Regions from separate parts of the Mus musculus genome. Here all the other regions are linked to region 1. Evidence: chromatin contacts called from public Hi-C and promoter capture Hi-C data. All regions are on one chromosome and are shown on one strand. The core of a region is the stretch at or near the end of the contact, and the rest is flanking DNA. Distances in the headings are between cores, read along the strand shown.

Region 1 (4,220 bases), core at 809-3,308:
GCCCACCTTAAGATTGACAGGGACTCTGCTTTAATGCCAATACTCGGTATTTCCATGTTCTAGGTACTAAATGGCCACAAAGGTGGTTTTCATTTGCATTAATATTTAGTTTTTGCACCTCTGAACCTGTGCCTCTAGCCAGGAGAATATATGCTTTAATAAAGCCAGTTACAAAATAAACCCCAAGAGAAATCCGATGGCACTGGAGCTCATTTCTTTTCCGTGGCAACTCAGTTAATTATCGATTTGGGAGAGAACGAACTTCTACTTTTTAAATTCTAAGTGGGTCTTCCCTTCTATCCATTACTGGAAGCTACTTTTAAGGCAAATGGAGACACGATTTATGTAATGCTCGCCATGTCAGTCTTGCACGACAGGAAGCACTGTCACACCTCGTAGGAGAAACCAGCTCACCAAGGAGAGGAGTTCCACCTCCTCGGGAAAATTCTCTGACTAGAGGCCTGTCAAGTGCATCTACCTTCGGGACAACGACTCCCCCACCTCAACCCCAAGTCATTCTGGCTTTGGGTCAAAGGCGTTCCAGAACCTGCCGAGAACGACCTAGCCACCTTGCCAGGGCTGAAGGTGCTGCTGGTGATGTCAGCTCTGCCTGGCGAGGGAGAAGGGGGCTACGGCACACGCACACGGCCAACCACATATTCGCATCTGGCAATCCAGAGGCGGCAGAGAAAGCGGAAACGTACAGATGGGCATCTCCCTGCCGCCCAGGGAGCAGCGAGAGACAAGGGGCATGCCGGGCGAGGGGCCGCACTAGGGTGAAGACCCAAAGGGGCCCCAGGACCGTGGTGCTGCCTATCTCCAGCACCTCCCACCGCTCCTGCTCCCCCAGGCACTGAGCCTGCCGCCGCCTCCTCCCCAGCAGAAACTTTGCGTCTCTAATGGAAACCGAGGAGCGCGCCAACTCTCTCCTCCCCCGCCCTGCCGCCCCAATTAGCGCGAGCCGAGCACCTCCCGCGGGAAGGGGCCTCCCCGCGGACACGAGCGATCGCGCCCGTCTCGCGCGGCACCGGGAGGGGGACCGAGGTCGCACGGCCCAGCCACGCGCGCGGCCACCCTGCGGGGCCCCGCCCGGGCGCAGGGCGGCCGCTTCCGCCCTCTCCGCCCCCCAGCCTTCGCCTTCCTGCCCCCAACCCCACCCTTCCCCGGCTCCTTCCTTCCCAGCTCACGCCCGCGCCGCGCCCCCCGGGAGGAAGGAGGGGACCGCAAGCGAGGGGGGACTCCCGACTGGGCTGGTCAGGGGGTCTGAAGGTGGCTGAGGACACCCCGAGGCCGCGGTCCAAGCCCTGTACGTCTCCCGGCTCGCCGCGACCCATTCATTCTCCGCGGTCGGGGACTGACTACCGGGACGTCGCGGCCTGCCCCGCCCGGCTCCCCCGCCCCGCTGGCCCCGGCCGAGGCGCTGCGCTGCAGGCAGCCCGGGTGCGGCGCGTTGGATGCAGTGGGTGCGGGGCTGGCGGAGGGGGTGGATGCGGAAGGCCCCGGTGCAGCTGTGGCAGCGGCTCCAGCCCGCGCACAGCCCACTGTAGAGTCCAGCCCCAGAGGCGCCCAAAACTCAGAGGAGGTTCTCTGGCAGCCAGAGCGGAGATGCAAACCCGAAAATACATCCCCTTTCACTGCAGCTGCTGCGTAACACCTGGCAAAATGGGGTAGGGGGTAACCTCAACCAGGAAAAGGGGGAGACCCCAAGACTCAACTACAAATCTGTTCAGAAAGCTCGGGCAGCTGCTACGTCTGCCACTGCCGATCCCAACCTACCATGGTGCGAGCGAAGGAAGGAAGAACGGAGCAGGCGAGGGTGGCTGCACCAGCGCAGGGGCTGTGACCGCCGAGGTGCCTCCGCTTCTGCTGCTGCTAACGCGCTACCTGCGTTGTGCGCTGAGCCTCAGCCGCCGCCCGACTTCGAGTAACGGCACCACGGACACGAGACTCCCAGCACCACTGCCGTAGCGCGAGCCTGTGTGCCGCGATATATATACGGTGCGCGGTATCCCTCCGCCGCGGCAGTACCGCCTCGCGCAGGGCGGCGCTGCGGCAGCCGGACCTCACCGCAAGGCTCCGCCCCCCAGGCGCGCCCGGCGCGGCGGGCCCATTACGCGGGCAGGGGTCACTGGGGAGTCGGAGACCTGAGCGAGGGTGCTGGTCTGTTGCTGCAAGAGTCCTCTAGAGCTGGAATGCCTGCGTAGCGAAATCTGGGGGGCCGTCCCGGGCTTCCAGGCGCGTGTCCGTCACTCAGCCCCACTTCACCTGTGTGTCCCCCCTCCCACCACTCCTGGTGGCTTCGAGGTTGCAGAGCCACCAATCCTGGGTCCCCCACAGGGGAGGACCTGGAGGAGATCTAGGGGCTGAGGACAGCCGCGGGGAGGCGGAATCCAACCTTAGCTGTAGAGGCGAGAGGACTGTGTTGAGGACACGGTGGTTGGCCTTGGGGAAGAAATTGGTCAGATAATGTTACTTTTCTCATTTTGGAGAACTGTCCGAGGCACAGTTAGAAGCTCAGTTGCTAGGTCTGTGTGGTGTTGACACGCTCAACCAGTCTAGTTTTCGTGTTTTTACATACCTACTAAAATTTTAAAGATGCTTGAAGAGTTGTCCCTTGCTAGGTTTGTTCCTTATTTCCTGTGGCAAATTCTATTAGGCCTGCTTCCAAAATTAACGTAGTGAGCGGCTTATGTCGCCCTCAGAGCCCACGCTTTTGAGTTTTTCCTAATTGTCCTGGTCCTGGAAATTCATAAATTGATATATACAAAGAAGGGGAAAGATACACAGGATCACTCTGATTACAGCTGGAACTTGTGCAGCCAATTGATTCTAGTAGGGTGCTCCACTATCTTAATTACAATCTTAATTATAGTCCTTAAATAATGTTTTAACCTTTAAATTTACTATTCTTTGTTCTTCTGTAAACTAGGGTGGGGGTGGGGACAGGGACGACCAAAAACTGTTTCAGGTCTTAGTTTGGAGCCTGGAACTTAAAAGAAGAAGAAGAAAATCTTAACAAAATGCTGCAGTTTCGTTTCTTGCCAAGACAAAGCGCAGAATTTGATCTTTTGTTTGCAAGGCCAGGACAAGCTGCAGGTTGTTTCTTCTTTCAGAAATTGTGGCAAAATGTGTGATTAGCATGCTCCTCTCTGGAAAGACTAGTTACCTTTCTTTTCTGGCTTTGTCAAAGTTTGCAGATAGGTGTTTTAAAAGATTCAAAAATGTCCCTGAACATTGCAAACGCCAGAGGACTTCTTAGGATCACCTCAGACAGTATGTCAGCAGCTGTGGGACTGCGCTTCAATTTGTTCTTCCTAGAATGCTACAGAAAGGGTTAACCTGCTGTTTAAGGAGAAGCTGTAGCAGGCAGCCCCCCCCCCCCAAGGGTACTGCTGGCCCTCTTGCAAATGGTTTAAAAACCATTCACAGTCAGACACATAATATCCCTATGTTCACAGAAAAGAGACTAATAAAAATTCAGTTTAAAGCATAGTCAATAATCCAATGAATTACAGGTCTACATAGCCAAGCTCATTATTATAACTAATGATTACTAAAGGAATTTGGATTTTTTTTTTTTGTCAGACTTCCTAAGGAAGTTAGCTAAGTGCATTTTAACATTTGGTATGCAGTGACAAGGGAGAAATGATGTCCTAAAAATGAAAATATGTTTAATTACTGGGGTCCTTTTGTTTCTGGTAGTCTTCCATCCCTTATAGTTATTTTGGTTACATAGCTACAATCTATGGTTTTGCAAAACCTGTCCAATACTTTCCTGTGTCATTTAACAAATTCACTGAATAAAGTGCTCTGAAACCTTTTCATGACTTTACTTGCTAAGTGCTATTCACCTTAGGATTATCTTAATCATCATAGAACAATTTTCTGTTTGTTTATATTTTACAAATGAGTGCTCTTTTGGAATTCTTTAACATATCAAAGCGCGTCTTAGCTTTCAAGTGTAGTGGGTTTGTAATGAGGTCATGCTTTGCACAGTTTTATGGCTAGTTTCACACACTGAAATATAAGAAGGTCAAGTGACTTGCCCAGGATCTTCCTGTGAGGCGGTGATTGGGCATAAACTAGAGCGTGAGCCTTTGCTCAGGGCTCTAATATTAGATTGTATATTAGTGAAATCAGTATCTGAAAATTTAAAGATACAATGTTAGAGACTTGACTACTTCATACGTCAGGTTTTCTGTCTGACAACATAGGTCCAC
Region 2 (4,141 bases), core at 908-3,407, 2.2 Mb before region 1:
CTTCCCTCTCTCTTTTCCTCCCTCTCTTTTTCCCTCCCTCCCTTCTTTTCCTTTCTTTTCTCTTCCCTCCCTTCTCTCTTTATTTTATCTTATTTTATTTTTTATATTTTTTGAGACAGGGTTTCATTATATAGCCCAGGCTGGCCTTGAACTGAAGGCAATGTCCCTGCCTCAGTCTCCCAGGCATTGGGATTTATAGGTGTATTCAACCATACCAAGCTACCTTGTTTTTCCTCATTAGAATTCTCAAGAGGGCAGAGGTGACACACTCCTTTATTCCCACCCAGCACTCTGGAGGTAGAGGCAGTCAGATCTCTGAGTTCAAGGCCAGCCTAGTCCACAGAGAAAGTTCCAGAACATCCAGGCCTACGCAGAGAAACCCTGTCCCAGAAAAGAAAAGAATTCTCAAGTTACACCCACTGCCCAAGGGACCATTGAACCTTATATTTATGGGGCACTTAGCTGCTGCCAGGTATGAGGAAACCGAGAAGATGAGCTAGTTCCGGGCAAGACGCTTGTAGTGGGTGTGGGGTTGAAATCTGAATCCAGATAACTTGAAAGCAGAGCTCAACTGTGCTCCCAGGCCTGGACTCAGACCTCTCTGGCATCGCCTTGCAGGTCTCCTGGGCTCCCCGGCTATCACCTTGGCAACCCCCAGCATCTTCTACTAGGTATCCACTTACAGTGCCTTCTCTTCTGGTCCACTCAACTCAACTATTGCTGAGGGAGGGAAAAGGTTTTCCCAGGTCCTTTGTCTGAACACATCAGGCCACAGGCCAGGATGTCCCTTTCATTATTAAGGCCTAACCGTCAAAGTTTACCTTTTATTTTGGGTGAGATAGGAAGTGGCTAAGGACACATTTCTAATGCCCAAGGGGAAGAAATAAAATCCTATTTATCTCAATACTTGGCTATGTGTGGCACTTAAAGGGGCCTGGTAAATATGTTCAGTGAGTCCATGAATGTGCTTCAAATACTCACGGTGGAAGACCGGAAGGCATGTTTCATCATAGGGTTTTGACTTGAAGCCCAAGGTCACCTCCAAGCTGTGATCCTAGGCCATGTGGCCGTATGCTAAGGTCAGTGACAGCAAATGTTTTCTTCCAAGTGTCCGTTGTTATCTTCATTTTGCTGCCCTTACAGTCTCTCACAATGATTCAACTCTCCTTGTCTGCAAACATGGCCAGAGATAATACTAAGCTGGCAGATGCGGCTATGATCTTATTAACCGAGATAGGGAGCAGACCTGCTGTGGGTTGCCAGGCCTAAGACTTGGGGGGAGGAGGGGGAAAGATTCAGGGACGGGGGGTGGGGTGGGGAATGGCTCAAAGTGTAACAAACTTGTGTGACCATTAGGGAGAAAGACACAGCTGATCTCCTGGATTCACTGGCCAGCAGTCTAGCTTGACCAGTAAGCCCCAGGCCAAATGAGTTGGCCCTGTTTTGGGTCCTGGTATACTCGGGCAAGACTACATGAACTCTGTCACAACTCCATCCAACTCATTCACTGAGCACCAGCTTCTGGAACTTGCATATAGAGTATTTTACTTCCTCTCCAGCTCACTGTGACACCGAACACTTGGGACGTGACAGGGAATTAGGATTTTAGCATTCAGGAACCAGACTACTAAGGTTAGCTTCCGCCACTGAAAGTGTCTTGGGAGCCTGAAAAAAATTAAGCTCCTTGATTTTGTCAGATGTCTTGTCTGTAGAGCTGGGGTGGCCATACATTTCTGGAGGTTGGGGGTGGGGTGGGTGTTGTGATCATAGGCCAAGGCAGACCAAAAAAAACCCCAAAACAACAGTCCTTTGTTGTGGGTGGACTACGGGGTAGCATCCGTAGGTCCAGTGCGCTGACAAGGCTGGAGACCAGTTAGTTCGCGCGACTTCTCACTCACTGTCCGTAGAGTCCCCAGACACCTAGGTGCTCATGCCTAGCTCATTGAGAAGACGCAGCCCCAACCTCTGACCACAGGGCCCTAAAGCTCCGCCCACAGGGTCCGAAGCCCCGCCCACGCACACTGGGATTCGTAGTCTTTCTGGCTTGCCGGCCTCAGTCTCAGCTTCTATTGGTTTCCTTATACGCCACACTCCGAGGCTGCACAAATCAGGCTGCGCAGGTAGCCCGGGCTCAGCGATCTGTGTTGCCGCAGCTCAATCACAGCGGGGCGGACTCTAGAGGTGGCTGCTCTGAGTCTGCGCGACGCCCGGAATTCCCACGGTTCTGCAGTCACCGCGGCGATCACCCGCCCAGGTAATCGGGGACCCCGGGGAGGACCCGCGCCCCATGAGAGGTGACTTAGCGGTTTTTGGCTAGGCTTTCCATCCCTCGACCCTTTCTGAGTAATATTTCCCTTCTGAAAGCTCCTAGCCGGAGACTTGTTTGTGTCGCGAGTGTGCTTTGCTGGAACGGCGGGTTGCCCTGGAGGGCGAAACTGAGGCAGGAGGAGGAGTCGGTTTACTAAGGTTTCACAGCCAGGCAGCTCTTGGCAGAGTCCCGGGTTTGTTGTTGATGTTTTTAACTTGAATCAGTACACCAGTAGACAGGGGCGATTCCCGATCTGAACAAAAACACCCCGACAGGAATACCCCAAATATTCCTGGCGAGAGCTAGTGGGTTTCAGGGAGGCTCACATGCTCCTTGATAGTGAAAGCTAGCCTTTGTGGTCCCTGGCCCCATAGGGTTAGGATTATTTTGTGTTAAGTACAGTAGACCCTAAGGGCTGGAGGATGGAATGTCTGTCACGTGGTCCATTTTATAGATGAAAATGAGTGGTCAGGATTTGAAACTCGCCCTGTGGTCTACAGCTGTATGCCCTATGGAATATTCTTTACTCTGGGTCTGCAAACCAAATATTTATTGGGCTGGAGTAAGTAAGGTAAGCTTTTCTTTGCTTTGAGACAGCCTCCTCAAACTCAACATGTAGCCATGAGGTTGGTTTTTGAATTCAGCGACCCTCCTGCCTCAGCTTTCTGAAGGCCAGAATTACAGGGTTGGGGCACCATGCTGTGTTCTTTGCAAAGATTTTTGAGACGAATTTATTTTGTTGGGGGTAGAGATAGTCCTTTGTGTACAGAGACAACACCCAAACCTCATTTGGGAGGAACTAGGACTTGGTGTGGAGGGGAGAGGGGTGAAGTTGGAGCCATGGAGATAGGGAGTGGCTAGTGGGTCGGAGGAGGGGTGTGCATTACCTGGAGAACAGCAAGGTGAAGTTGTGAACAGCGTTTTTTGGACCTGGGATTGTGGAGCCTGTTTGGATTAAGGGATTACATGTGTGGAGTGAATTGATGCAGGAGGATGTCACGTGTATCTCAAATGCCCTTTAGTGGGGTGGGGAATTTAGGTGTTGTCCTGAATACCCAGTGAGCTGCTTTTAGTGTAGATTTCTCTTTACCTTATCGGGTTTGTAGGGTAGAAAGTGTTAGAGGAGGTCACACTGAAGACCAGAAGGGCACCACAGTCACCCCCAGGGGAGTTAGAGCAGTGGTAGGAAGAGAGAGACTACACCATGCCCAAGACACTGTTTATTGATGGGGACACATTCTTGGACATATGTGTCAGTAGGCGATGTTGCTATGTGTATGCTGTGTGTGTGGGGCTTTCACAGGAACCTGGATGGTGTAGGGCACTCACTGTGGGGCTGCTAGGTACGATCAGAGATGGTACAGTGTGCAGGAGAAGAGCGAGGCTGCGGCCTGCAGAGCGTTTTCTATTTATAGTAACTGGGAGGACTCTCTGGAGCCACACACAAACCAGTGGAGGGTCATGTCCTGCACATAATTATGAGGCTGGCAGCACAGTGGCTTGTTGTCCCCAGCATTGCTAGGGACACATGAGTAAAGCATTGGGTGACAGCATTGTGACAGCTCCAGGGATAGTAGTGATGGGACATTCTGGCTCTTGCTCTTCTGGGCCCACCATTGTGTATGTGATGTGAATGCTGTTAACCCAGAAAACCCAAACAAAACAAAACAAAACTAAACAAAACAAAACTAAACTAAACAAAACTAAACAAAACTAAACAAAGCAAAACATGTCCCACTTCACAGTGTTGAAGTAAAAACTCTGCTTCTGGAATTTTCCTGTGACTCTTTTGGAGAAATGCTCATTGTTGTTCCTGTTATTATTGTTGCTGTT
Region 3 (4,168 bases), core at 1,550-4,049, 2.5 Mb before region 1:
TTTGGTTTTTGTCTTATGGGGGGTTTTTTGGGGGACAGGGTCTGTCTTTGTAGCTCTGGCTGTCCTGGAACTTTTCATGTAGACCAGGCTGGCCTCCAGCTCAGAGATTCGTCTCTCTGCCTCTCAAGTGCTAGCATGATCAAGGGCATGGTCCACCACCAGGAGTTCATAAAGTAGATTCTGATGCTTTTGAGATACAACCAAAAAAGATTAAATTTTGCCATGGAATTTTAGCCTCTCTGTTCAAATACAGCAGTTAGTGAGGTTGCTGAGAAACTTTAGGACTAGGGTTATACAACACAGTAGTTAAGAGTTGGCTTGTATGTTCGAGGATGTCAGTTTGATCTTTAGCACCACAAAAAGCTCCCAGATGGTACAATTTGGGAAAAAAAAAAACCTTCACTAAAACTCATTTTCATTTTTGGTATGAGTCAGTATACACAGGTAAATAGTTGATGTTTGTACACAGCATGGGATGTTGTGTCAGTGGTGAGGAACTGCATCAGGCTAAAGTGCTGCTCTCATTCATAAGGTTGTTGTTGTAGCTCTAAAGCAATGACTCAAAAGCCATGGTTATTAAAATGGTGTGAAATGTGTTAGTACTACTACCACTGGATACCCTGATTTCACCCAGGAAAGGAACAATATCTCTTCAGTGATCTGTGCTGGTACACCTGGTGTCTGTGTTATTTCTAGACTTCAACCATTTCATCTGTTCAGTTCCTACATAGTTTTTCAAAGAACTATAGATTAGTGGTTTAGATAGCCATTACCCAAAAAGAAAAGAACAAATTCTGTGTATCTAAATAGCCATCATCATGGCTGGAAATGTAATTCAGTGGTAAAAGTACAAAAAGCAATGGGTTGGTGGTGGCACAAACCTTTAATCCCAGCTGTTGGGGAGGCAGGGGCAGGCAAGAATTTGAAGCCAGCCTGATCTACAGGGCAAGTTCCAGGACAGCCAGGGCACACTGAGTAACTGTCTTGAAAAGCACAAAGGCTTAGATTCTATCCCCAGCACTCTCCCCTACCTACCCACCTCCCCCGAAAAAAACAGAAAGGTGATAGCCATCTCATTAATTTTCTACCAATTCCATGTAAACTGAAAGCAGGATTAGTGTCTTAGTCTGAAAATTTTTAAAGCAAGCAAAGTAATTGTATAAAATTTAAATTTTATGATCATGGTCAGACCTTTTTACATTTAACACAATGGAAATATTTTCCCCAATGGAAAAATTTCTGAATCATACTATGTTGCACATAGAATAGAAATAAAAAAATTCAGGCGCTTATTCAAGTTTCTAAAGACTGCAGGTTACAAGCCACTATTTTACTTCCAAACTCTGAAGTCATCAACATGATTGTGTAGTACTATATTTCAGGCTTTACCTAAAAAGTCATTATTCAGATAAAGTAGTCAGTCCTCTTGTCACTTTTTAAGTCTCGTTCCACCACAACTTCCTGAGACCTGTGAAGAAACTGCAGTCTTGTGGTCAGCCACTATACAGTGCTGGCAGTCTTACAATAAGGGAAACCGGTGATGGGTGTTATGTGTCAATCAGTTGTAGTCTGCTGATCTGATTAGAAGCCTTGACAAATGCCTGATGACGATTGCAGATAACTGCCAAGCATATGGGGATAATACAGTAGCCCACTGTTTTGGGATCCGCTCTCGTACAAGAATAAAGGAACAAAAACATCTGTAAGTACGGAATCAAGAAAATAATTGTCCACAACCAAAAGGGCAGGGAAAGTAACCGAGCTTTCAAGGAGTGTGTCCATGTGGTTCCTTCCCGAGGCTCCTCAGGGTGCTGCAGAATGTGTTCCAAAGCCAACCTGTTGTAAGTCTCATTGATTTCAAAAACATAATAAAACGCTGCTGCACTTGCTAGCAAATACAGTCCCACTCCAATCCATCCCATCCGCTGACGGAAGTTCATCATTCTCCATGCTCTGTGCCTTCAATGCAAACACAGAAAAATTATTGTTAAGGTCTAATAATGTTGCCATGGCAACTATTCCAAGTGCACATGATTTAAATTCAAGAGTTCTGAAAAGCACGAGCATTTTAAGATTTAACAGCTGTAAACAGCTTACAGGTGGTTTTATATAACAGTTGTAAGCACATAAAAATACTGGTTTCAGTGTCTACTGAGTGCTGTTATTTATGTGAACCCCAGAGTGAATGAATCATCACTTCTTGCTTGAGTAGACCCAGTACACCTTCGTTTCAGATAATGAAACATCTAGTTTCCCCACAGGACGTTGCTCTTGACAGTTGAAATGCTTTCTGGCTTAACACTATTTCAGACGTGGGCACTGGGTTGAGTTCTACTCGTTAAACCAACGTCGGAGTCCCCAAGTTAAGACGGTAACTCTTTCAAACACTTACAGTGGTCCCGAAAATCTTCCTGTTCCCCCTGCAAGCGAGCAAGAGTCACTCAGTTCTGAACAGTCAGGTGCCTTTGGCATTTCAGAACAAGCCACCTTAAGAGAAACCCTCTGGGTCGCGCAGCTGAAGAAGGTGAGCGCGGCGGCGGGAGCACGAGCTAGTAGTGATTAAGCTCAGCGTGACTACGGCTGGTCACGCGGCGGCGGCGGGCCCCGTCGCCCTCCGGAGCCCCAGGCGGGGGGAACCACCTGGAGATGCCGGGCCCGCCCCCCACTGCACCCGCCGCCGAGCTGAGCTGGGCAGTGGCGCCAGGCTTGGCCTGCAGAGGCCCGAGCTCGGCTCCCGGCCGGACGCCGGGCCAGCCTGACAGCCAAGCCGAGCAGCCCCGGGTCTCACCTTCCTGTCCTGAGTGGCCCGCCCGCTCGCAGTCCCGGATACCGCCGCATTCAGAGCTTCCGTCTAGGGCCGGAAACGCGCGCCGGCCTCTCATGACGTCAGGCTGTCAGCTTCGCGCCGCCTCCAGAGGCGGTTGTCTGTTCCCTGAGGCGTTTGCTGCGGTCGTTCTTCTGCCCTCGGCCGGGAGGCGGGCGCGGGGAGCCCGGGTCTCTCCTAAACCCCGCAAAGGTCAGACGTCCTCTCCGGGACCCAAGCGATGTATCTACGGGCAGGTGATCCTGATGGCGTTCGTTTCTAAGCGCCTGTGGCGGGTGGGCGGAGGAACTGCTCGGGAGTCAGACACGGTTAACTTAACGTGGATGCTCTGTTTTCTCAGGCTCCCGGACCTCTGCGTGTTAAAGAGACGAGCACGCACATCACTGTAAGCGGCGGCGGCGGCGGCGGCGCCCTGGTCGAATTAGAATTTAAATACTCTGAGCACCATGACACTGAGACTTCTAGAAGACTGGTGCAGAGGGATGGATATGAATCCTCGGAAAGCACTATTGGTTGCCGGCATCCCTCCGACCTGCGGAGTGGCAGACATAGAGGAGGCCCTGCAGGCTGGCCTTGCTCCCTTAGGGGAACACAGACTGCTTGGGAGGATGTTCAGGAGGGATGAGAACAAGAATGTAGCCCTGATTGGGCTTACAGTAGAGACTGGCAGTGCCCTGGTCCCCAAGGAAATACCTGCAAAAGGAGGTGTCTGGAGAGTGATCTTTAAGCCTCCTGATACTGATAGTGACTTTTTGTGCAGATTAAATGAGTTTTTAAAGGGGGAGGGCATGACGATGGGTGAATTAACCAGAGTTCTTGGGAATCGGAATGACCCTCTCGGCCTAGACCCGGGCATAATGATCCCTGAAATTCGAGCACCCATGTTAGCACAGGCATTAAATGAGGCCCTTAAGCCTACCCTGCAGTATCTGAGGTACAAAAAGCTGAGTGTGTTCTCAGGCAGGGATCCTCCAGGACCAGGTGAGGAAGAATTTGAATCTTGGATGTTTCATACTTCCCAAGTAATGAAAACATGGCAGGTGTCAGATGTAGAGAAAAGAAGGCGGTTGATAGAGAGCCTTAGAGGTCCAGCATTTGAAATTATTCGAGTCCTCAAGATAAACAACCCCTTCATTACAGTTGCAGAATGCCTGAAGACGCTTGAGACAATATTTGGGATTATTGATAATCCTAGAGCATTGCAGGTCAAATACCTTACTACTTATCAGAAGACTGATGAAAAGCTGTCTGCCTATGTTCTAAGGTTGGAGCCTTTATTGCAGAAACTGGTTCAGAAAGGAGCAATTGAGAAAGAAGTTGTGAATCAGGCCCGTCTAGACCAAG

Evidence for each region. A called contact is a pair of places that touch in the nucleus more often than the background predicts. Capture Hi-C pulls out chosen DNA fragments and counts their contacts.
Region 2: a contact with region 1 is called in a Hi-C map of B cells, with 5 read pairs. The contact joins the promoter of Lgmn here to the promoter of Calm1 in region 1. A contact is called at or near these places in 2 of 39 promoter capture datasets (both in liver) and 1 of 484 Hi-C or Micro-C datasets (B cells).
Region 3: a contact with region 1 is called in a promoter capture Hi-C map of adipose tissue, with 4 times the contacts expected there. The contact joins the promoter of Tmem251 here to the promoter of Calm1 in region 1. A contact is called at or near these places in 1 of 115 datasets of contacts at active chromatin or transcription factors (astrocytes) and 2 of 9 other capture datasets (adipose tissue and liver).

What each region holds. Positions count from the first base shown.
Region 1 is chr12:100,197,273-100,201,492 of GRCm38.p6, reverse strand. It overlaps Calm1 (calmodulin 1), which reads right to left and starts at 2,058. Exons shown (of 6, transcript NM_009790.5): 1 at 1,777-2,058. The coding sequence starts at 1,779.
Region 2 is chr12:102,437,744-102,441,884 of GRCm38.p6, reverse strand. Lgmn (legumain) reads left to right here and starts at 2,157. Exons shown (of 14, transcript NM_011175.4): 1 at 2,157-2,254.
Region 3 is chr12:102,742,391-102,746,558 of GRCm38.p6, reverse strand. It overlaps Tmem251 (transmembrane protein 251), which reads right to left and starts at 2,799. Exons shown (of 2, transcript NM_177140.4): 1 at 2,393-2,799; 2 at 1,153-1,959. The coding sequence starts at 2,472. The coding sequence ends at 1,548. It overlaps Gm20604 (predicted gene 20604), which reads left to right. Exons shown (of 2, transcript NM_001142939.1): 2 at 3,165-4,168. The coding sequence ends at 3,187. It overlaps Moap1 (modulator of apoptosis 1), which reads left to right and starts at 2,898. Exons shown (of 2, transcript NM_001142937.2): 1 at 2,898-3,016; 2 at 3,165-4,168. The coding sequence starts at 3,271.